Linked DNA regions of Rattus norvegicus: region 1 is linked to region 2. A link is a contact called in public Hi-C data. All regions are on one chromosome and are shown on one strand. The core of a region is the stretch at or near the end of the contact, and the rest is flanking DNA. Distances in the headings are between cores, read along the strand shown.

Region 1 (4,273 bases), core at 1,694-4,193, 75 kb after region 2:
AGATAGATTTAGTAACTGAGTGGAGAGTTCCTGCCCTGTGTGCTTGGCTCCACCCACAGCCAATATAAGCTAGGCACTACCACCTCAGCACTGGGGAAGTGGTACCAGGAAGGTCTAGAATCAAGGGTTACATAATGAGTTCAAGGCCAGCCAGCCAGCCTTGAGACTCCATCTCAGAAAACAAAATCAAAGACCAAGGCTCCTCCTGGGTAAAGCAGTTCACACTAAAGTGTGAAGGCCCAGCGTCTCATCTCCAGAACCACCTACAGGCAGATTTGAGTCTACAGCATTCTGAGAATTCACTTGGAACAATGAGATTCTGTCCCACACAAGATGGAAGGCATGGACCCACGAAGTTGTTCTCTGCCTACATATAAACACCCATATACAAAGCATGTACATGCGCACACATTAGGTATACGTACACACACTAGGTACACACACACAAGAAGGACAAGAGAGGTCTCAGATGCAACCTTGGCACACAGCAGCACAACCTATGTGGCTCCCTTCTGAGGGGCCGTGAAATCCTGGCCTTGGTTTTCCTCTTGTCCAAGCCAGCTTCAGAACCATGGGCTGGGAATGCCATGGAGGTCCTGGGATGGTTTGGAGGAAGAAAAAGCAGGAGGAGCAGAAACATGGCTGACCTCAGCTCTGTGCCACTGACACCTTCCATCCATATGGCCAGGTCAGGATGCAGTCTAGAACTTTTAAGCCTCCAGGCTCATTCGTTGCCAAAATTATTAACTAGTTATTAACTAGGCCCAACACAGAGCCATGTAACTGGGGCCAACTAAAGGCTGAAGAATGACCTCTTGCTCTGTGGGGAGCAGGTAAGGGTGCTGGTATCTTTTGTCCCTCACTGTGAGACAAAGGGGGTTGGCTATCACTGGGCTTGTGATAGACTTGTGTTTTGAAAATTTACTTATTTAATGTATATGAGTACTCTGTCTCTGTCTTCTGCCACCTTCAGAGGGCATCAGATCTCATTACAGATGGTTGTGAGCCACCATGTGGTTGCTGGGAATTGAACTCAGGACCTCTGAAAGGGCAGTCAATGCTCCTAACTGCTAAGCCATCTCTCAGGGTTCCTGATAGTTCTATTTTAAATTTCTTTGTGGGTCTAGGGTACTCTGAGGCCAGATGAAGGAGCTACAGACAGTTGTGAGCTGCCATGTGGGTGCTGGAAACTAAACCTGCGTCGTCTGAGAGAGCGGCCAATATTCTTAACTGCTGAGCTATCTCTCTCAATCAATAGGCAGTTTTTAAAAATTCTGTATTTTCCAGGTTTGTTTCCTTTTTTTTTTTTCCTTTTTTCTTTTTTTCGGAGCTGGGGACCAAACCCAGGGCCTTGCGCTCGCTAGGGAAGCGCTCTACCGCTGAGCTAAATCCCCAACCCCGGTTTATTTCCTTTATGAGTGTTTTTGCCTGCATGTATATATGTGTATAAGGGGCATGACTGGTGCTCACTGAGGTCTAAGGAGGTGTGAAGTCCCCTAGAACTGAAGTTATGGATGGCTGTGAGCCATCATGTGGTTGCTGGGAATTGAACCCAGGTCCTCTGCAAGAGCAACAAGTGTTGTTAGTCACAGGACCATTTCTCTTTGCTCCTTACTGAGGATGTTAACTACTATGTTGACTTCCTGCTTTCTGCCCTGATTCCCTCAATATAAACTGCAAGTGTACATAATAAAAGTTCTCTTCCTCTTGCACTGTTTTTGGTCAATGTTTTTGCCAAGAGGAGACAGGTTAGAACACTGCCCCTTCCTAAGTTTCTTTCTCAGTTGCTCACGACAGCACTAGGGCCACCAGTGGGCTGAGCACTGTGCTGCATCTCAGTCACCAATTAGGATCCTACAGACACGGTCGCATTTTTGGTTTCAGAAGTCATGGGTAAGATTCCATGCCTACCTCAGCTGACAGGACACCGACCAGTTTTACTCTTTAGCAATCCCAAGTCACACATACATGTGACAAGCTGTTCTCACCTCCCACAGGTAAATGCTCTCTGCAATTCCTGCCAGAACATACAAGCCGTTAGGTGCCGTGGTTAGACAGGTGACAGGCCCAGGACACATGATTTTCTGTTGAAGCTGGTCCTAGGGACACAGAATACAAGAAAAACTATGTGAGTATCAGGGCGGAGGCAACTGAAGGGAAAAGTTTTAAGTACAGAGAGCAAAAGAAAAGAGGTTGGGTAGATAGACTGTCCAAGTGAGGGTTGGAGGCGCGGCAAACCTGTACCTAGAAACTACCCCCAGCCCCGGGAGGGCAGGGTCCGGGCTCAGTAGTAGGGATCCTACTGGACAAGAAGGAAGCTCTGTGTTCCAGAAACTAAGAACCAAAAAGACCTCAGGCCTTAGTCTGTCCTGATGGTTAAGATCCGCGACTCTTTACGAAGGTAAAAGAACGGGCCGTCATTCTATCTCTTCCCGTGGCTCCTCAAGATCTCTGGTCTGCCATGCCATACAAAAGCATGACTTCTAACGGACCCCATTTCCCTTCTGCGTCCCTTAGCGCCCCTTACACTGCAAGTGTGCAAAAGCCATAGATCTTCATCTGAGCATGCGCGAAGAAATCTCCCGGGCCCCTTAGCGCCAAGCCCCTGGGGGGAAAAACCCTCGGCCTCCGAGTACTTCCGAATCACACACCACCCCAGGATCGCCGGAACTCTAATCTTGGCGCGCCGGAGTACTCTCGGCTGCTCCGCGGACGCTGAGGCCCCGCACCTTGCGCTGCAGCTCCCAAGCGCAGATGTAGTTCTTGCCCTGCTGTGCCGCCAGCAGGTACTCGCCATTGAGTAGCGCCAGGCCTCGCGGCCCCGCTTGGCCGCCTCGATAGGTGAGCAGGTTGGCGCCCGAATGAAGCTCCCACACCATACAGCTCCATAGCGGTGCCGCGGAGTCTGTACACACCACCACTTCCATGGGCGCCGCCATCTTGCCCTGCCAGCCCCGCCCCCGAATCCCATCATTCTTAGCGAGACTGTCAAGATGGCTCCTGGCCGACTAGCCTTAGTACTTCCTAGCGGGGGGAGCTGGAAGGCCGACGCATGCGCAGTAGTTTCACCAAGCCGAGGAGGCGGAGTTAATTGTCTGGTGCTTACGGGCTCCAGGAGGCCTAGAGAGACATTTATGCACTTTAGGTGGCTCACATACGCATGCGTACAAAGTTCGCTGCTCTTGGGTGGAGCTAGCCGCGGGGTTTCAGGGTCTCTGGTAGAGCAGCGTTGAGAGGGCGGAGCCGCACGACAAGTGTACATGCCAATGCGCGAACAGCGCAGTGGTAGACGCGCCACGCAGCTTAGAACACCCGCAAGCTTCTTGGAGGACTGAGCGGGGCGGGGCGGGGCGGAGGAAAGGGGGGGGGAAAACTGGATTCCTGCACATGCGTAGAAGCCTGGGGGTCCTGGCGGCTCAGCGCATATTAGCTCTGTTTAGAGGAAAATACGCTTGCTATCTGTTTGCAGGGTTTGTCTTTTTTTCTTTTCTTTTTTCTTTCTTTCTTTTTTTTTCCTCGACACAGTGTCTCTCTTGCGTTGGGATTAAAGCCTTGAGCCTCCACCGCCAGCGAGCTTTCACTGAATACGCGCTAGGTGTTTTGACTCAAATGATCTAAAGTTTTAAAGTGTTTTGTTTTGTACTTGAGCCACTCTGGCCCTCGAACTCGTGGCAATCAATCCTCCTGCCTCAGCTTCTTGCGTGCCGAGATGACACATCTATGTCACCATAGCCGGCTTTTTCTTTTCTTTTTTGTTATATTTTTGTTTTTTGAGACAGGGTTTCTTTGTGTAGCCACGGTTGTCCTGGTAGTCACTCTGTAGACCAAGCTGGTCTCGAACTCAGAGATCCACCTATATCTGCCTCCTGAGTACTGGGATTAAATGTCTGGGCCACCACCACCCAGCTGACCAATTTACTTCTTAAACTTTGTTTCATAGCAAAAATATAAACCACTGACCTTTATACTTTATTTAGATCAAATGAAGTTCGTTACTTACTGCGTGTAGCATGCCGCTATGTATGTTTGGCCGAGGCATATTGGTGATTAACTCTTACCAATCGACCCACGTCCTTTATTGATTCGCCTCCTCTTTGGCCTTTCCTCTTCTGAGTCATAAATTTCAAATTTGTATTTGGTTCACTCATTGTAGACCCAACAAGTCAATCTCTAGCCAAGCAACCTTTAGCCTCAGGTCACAGCTGCTGTCATAGGTCAGGCCTAAAACCAAGTGCCCCCTCCCTCCTTCTATGTGTTGTTAGTAACGGAGATT
Region 2 (4,358 bases), core at 1,643-4,142:
GGAGGATTGCTGCAATTGAAGGCAAGTTTGTGGACTCTTCGGTGTTGGGAGAGTCTCTTCTGGAAAACTGTGGAAAAGAGTCCGCGCGGCACAGTGCGCAGGGAGACCCCAGGAACCTTCTGCTCTGCCCTTCACAGCTCACCAGCAACCTCACAGAGGACCAGGCCAGAGCCGCTGCTCCCATGAGCCCCAGCGTGTGGGTCATGGCTTTCATCCTGCAGGATGAGCAACTTCAGAGCTTCAGCCCCACCCCCACTCCTCGCCCTGAGGTCACTGCTCTGTTAAGAGTTCTCCATGACTCCCCGGAGAATTAAAAGCTACTTTGGGATAAGTTACTGTGGCTGTGGTGGTGATGGTTCTGGTACCCTGCAGGGTGGGTCCTAAAGAGCCTCTGGCTTGGGGTGGACTCTGAGCTTTGCGTCCGTTACCATATAGCAGCCTCGTTGCTCGTGAGGCTGGAAGAACTTGTGCCACACAATCGCCAGGCCCCTGGGTCACCCTGCCCTTCTCTCCACTCTGAGACTTGAGACAGGGCAGTATGGTGGGCCTCCAGCTTCCAGGGTAGCTGGGGTCCATGTTCTTCTGCTCACCTCAGTGCCGAGGTGACAAGGTCATGTCTCGGCCTGTGTCAGGCTGGCTGGCTCCTCTGTGCTGTCCCCCGGGTACCTGCTGTTGCTTCAAGCAGCACCTGGCCACAGGCAGTGACCCCATCCTCCCCAGCTCAGTAGTGCTGGCCAGGTTCCTGAGGTCCTGCAGCAGTCTTGACTCCAGGAGTGTGTCAGCCATGTTAGTGGCCTCGGCCGGCCGGCCAGCCCTACCTCTGCAGCATCCAGGAGTTCATTCCTTGTTCCCGCATCCTGTCCTTCATGTTTCCTGCCTTTCTCCCACACTGTTGCCTTTGGGTCTCACAGAGCTGGTTGTCCTTAGGGTTTCGCCACACTGGCTGCTGTTGGAGCCTCATGCTTGTTGATGGCTGCGTGACACTGGGCTCATTGTCCCTGTAGTTGCTGTGTCCGGCACACACCAGGAGTGGAGTGTGTGGTTCATGTGTTGAACTCAAATGACTCCATTTTGGGACAGGGTCTCCCTGTATGTGTAACCCAGGCTGCCCTGAGTCCCTGCCTCAGCCTCTTGTGTGCTGAGCTGAAAGGTGTGCGCTACCACAGCTAGGTTAGAAACATTTGTTTTTGCCTGCCTGCTTATGTGTGGTGAGGATAGCCTATACCCCAGGCTGTCAGCCAGGGAGCTTCCTGGGTACCTTCTACCTCCCCTATGAGCTGCTCATAGGAAGCTGGGATCGGATGTTCAATATGGCTCCCACCCACTTCCACATGTCTTATGGAGACAAGAGCCAGGCCTGTGTGGGTTGGAACTGCCTCTGCTCCACCACGCCCAGTTGTCTACCTTTTGTGATTTGGGTTTCTGAGCATGCCAGCCGTTCACATCCCCTGGAACTTCAGTTCCAGGCGGTTGTGGGCCACCATATGGGTGCTGGGAGCTGAACCTACCCAACTCCATCTCTCTCTCTTTTTTAAGATTTATTATACACACTGTAGCTGTCTTCAGACACAGAAGAGGGCATCAGGTCTCATTACAGGTGGTTGTGAGCCACCACGTGGTTGCCAGGATTTGAACTCATGACCTCTGGAAGAGCAGTCAGTGCTCTTCCACTGAACCATCTCTCCAACCCAGTATTTATGTATCTTCATATACACCAGAAGAGGGCATCAGATTCCATTCTAGGTGGTTGTGAACAGATGGTTGGGAGCCTCTGTGGATTCTGGGAATTGAACTCAGGATATCTGGAAGAGCAGTCAGTGCTTTTCACCACTAAGCCCACTCAGTTTTTTTCTTACACATTGGTCACATCCACACTCCAGTTCAACTGACCCATTGTCCTGCAACCCTGTGGGCTCCTGAAAGGCAGCCTGAGACACTGCTGACCGCTGATTTCTGTTCCCCCTCCTGTAGAGCTGTGGGCGCCTCGGGTCACAAGATGAGTGTTTTCTGGACTTCCCAGCAGAACACGGAGGCTTCCCTCTGTCTGCTCTCCAGAGGGACACTGAAAAGTCATCCTGGTGGAAGCCTGCCAGACTGAGAAGGGTCTGGAAGTCTCCCAGAGGCCCCTGAGGGTGCAGGGGAGGGATGGAGTTCGTGCCTCCACGGCTTCAGTGTGGGCAGACGAAGAGTGGTGACAGGTGACATTGAAAGTTCTGTTATTTGTCACCATAGGCTGAGAGCCTGAAGCAAGCTTGGCCCAAGTTCGCCTCCTGTATTAAGTCACAGTGAAGAGCCACGAAGCCCACTGTCACTTGGGGAGTTTGGTGGGGGTGGCCGTGGCTTGAACACCCATCTAGCAGTGGGAAGCCCTAGGTTTCACATCCAGCACAGCATAGCTAACTTTCCTAGCTGCACCACCTTGGTGGCTTTTTGTGACCTATACTGTTTGACCAACTGTGAATTGGGCATACCACTTCTCGTGACTTCTTATAAATGTAAATCAGAATCAGGGTGTGGCTCAGTGGGTCTGTCCCAGTGTGGGGAGGGCTTGTTTCAATTCCGAAGTGGGGCAGTGCATGAGCCATATCTAATCTCAGCACTTGGGAGGGGCTCTGTGAGCTCCAGACCACCCAGGGCCCTGCATAAAAATGGACACTTTAGAAAAAAAAAAGCCAAATCCCTATGTACAGGCGGTTAACATGCATTCGTCACATTCGCCGGCAACCAATCCTGCCATAGTTCCTCTCTTGAAGAACTAAGTCCAGACTACCTTCATGTCTGGGTCCTGGCCTGGGGCCAAGATATCTTGTTTACCGACATCAGGGCTGTCCCTGAAGTGCTGACCGCAACTCTGTCTGTCCAGACCATCTCTGAGTCACCCTCAGGCATTTTATCTGTGCCTGTGGTTTGCTGCAGGCTTCTGGCTGACCCCTCATCAGGAAGCCCCGCCCCAGGAAGGAAGGCCCCTTCCCTTCTCGCTGATACCAGAGTAGCTGAGAATTCTTTTGACTCCTGTCCTGGGATAAGAAGCTGACCTCTCCTTCCCAGTGTCTCTGTGTAGTCTTCAGTTCATGAGCTTCTGATCTCTGCCCCCTGCCTGCCCGTGTCCACCGTGCTGGAATAACAGGCGTGCTCTACCCCTTGTTTCTGAGGACCTGGGGATTCCCTTAGGTCAGGCAAGCACAATACTCGTTGGGGCCTCAGTCCCTGCCTGCAAGTGGCCTTTCTTCTGAGGGGCTGTACACTGAGTTCATGTGGGTAGTGTCCCAGGGCCACCGTTGTGCAAGGATCAGCGCTGAGGAGGGTAGCAGGAGCTTCCCTCCTGAGGCTGAAGCTCTGCAGGATGGGTCGTTTCACAGAACTACAAAAACAAAATCCACAAAATATTGGCATGGTGGCGATATGCCTTTGATCCTAGCACTCAGGAGGCAGAGACAGGCCAGCCTGGTCTACAGTGAATTCCAGGACAGCCAAAGCTATGTAGAGAGACCCTGTCTCCAAAAGCCACAAACTAAAAATATGCTGTTGGGAGACAGGGTCTAGCCTGTAGACAGCTGTCATCCCCACACCTGGGATGCTCAACCTGGAAGATGCTGTGAGTCAAGGTTAGCCCGGACTACAGGCTAGACTTCAAGACATTAAAGACAAGGCCGGCAAGAGGGCTCAGCATGTAAAAGGGCTCACTGCCAGCCTGACCACCCACATTTGATCCTCCGGACCAACACAGTGGAAGTAGAGAACTGCAAGTTGTCCTCTGACCTGTCCATGATGAGACAGCGTCTGTAAGGACAGCATACACCACATAATAAAAACAAGGTTAAGAGACAGAGAGAGCCCTGCATCACACGGTCAGGAGATCACAGAGGAACCTGGAACCCTGGTCAAACTCAAGAGCCTAAACTACTAAACCAAAAAACTAATGCAAGTACCTGAGCCTGGGCTCATGTGTGGAGCTATGGTTCACCCCAGGACCACAGAAACCGGCTTGAAGGGACAAGCCTGTAATCGCAGCCATCTGGTGGTACAGGCAGGAGCATTGGTCATGCAAGGTCGTCTTTGGCCACACAGCAAGTTCGAGGCCAACAAAGCGAAACCATACTTGTACACTCTTCTGAGGAGCTCTGCCCTGAGTGACAGTAAACGGTCACAGTGTGTGTTCAGGACAGCCTGGCTTGATACCTTCCCAGAGTTCTTGTCACAGGGTGGTCCCCACAGCCTGGGCCACCTCCGGAGCCTTGGCTTGAACCAGACTCAGAAACCACACCGAGGAAGACATATGTAAAGCATAGGCCAGTCCCTCGAGAGCACTGGCTGCTCTTGCACAGGTCCAGGATCTGAGCCCTCTGCTCGCCTCTGCA

Evidence for each region. Hi-C and Micro-C count contacts between places; a contact is called where the count stands out from the background.
Region 1: a Hi-C map of Schwann cells shows a contact between it and region 2, with 4 times the contacts expected there. The contact joins the promoter of Wdr18 here to the enhancer-like site in region 2.

Annotation. Positions count from the first base shown.
Region 1 is chr7:10,395,732-10,400,004 of GRCr8, forward strand. It overlaps Wdr18 (WD repeat domain 18), which reads right to left and starts at 2,944. Exons shown (of 10, transcript NM_001039027.1): 1 at 2,730-2,944; 2 at 1,989-2,099. The coding sequence starts at 2,939.
Region 2 is chr7:10,320,944-10,325,301 of GRCr8, forward strand. It overlaps Polr2e (RNA polymerase II, I and III subunit E), which reads left to right. Exons shown (of 7, transcript NM_001109614.1): 7 at 1-337. Among named protein-coding and RNA genes, the nearest start is that of Polr2e, 5.8 kb to the left of the region's middle. Within about 2 kb of position 2,893, at least 42 of the 93 cell types and tissues checked have an H3K27ac peak or open chromatin away from gene starts, as enhancers often do. A contact at or near this core is called in Schwann cells, where this site is marked.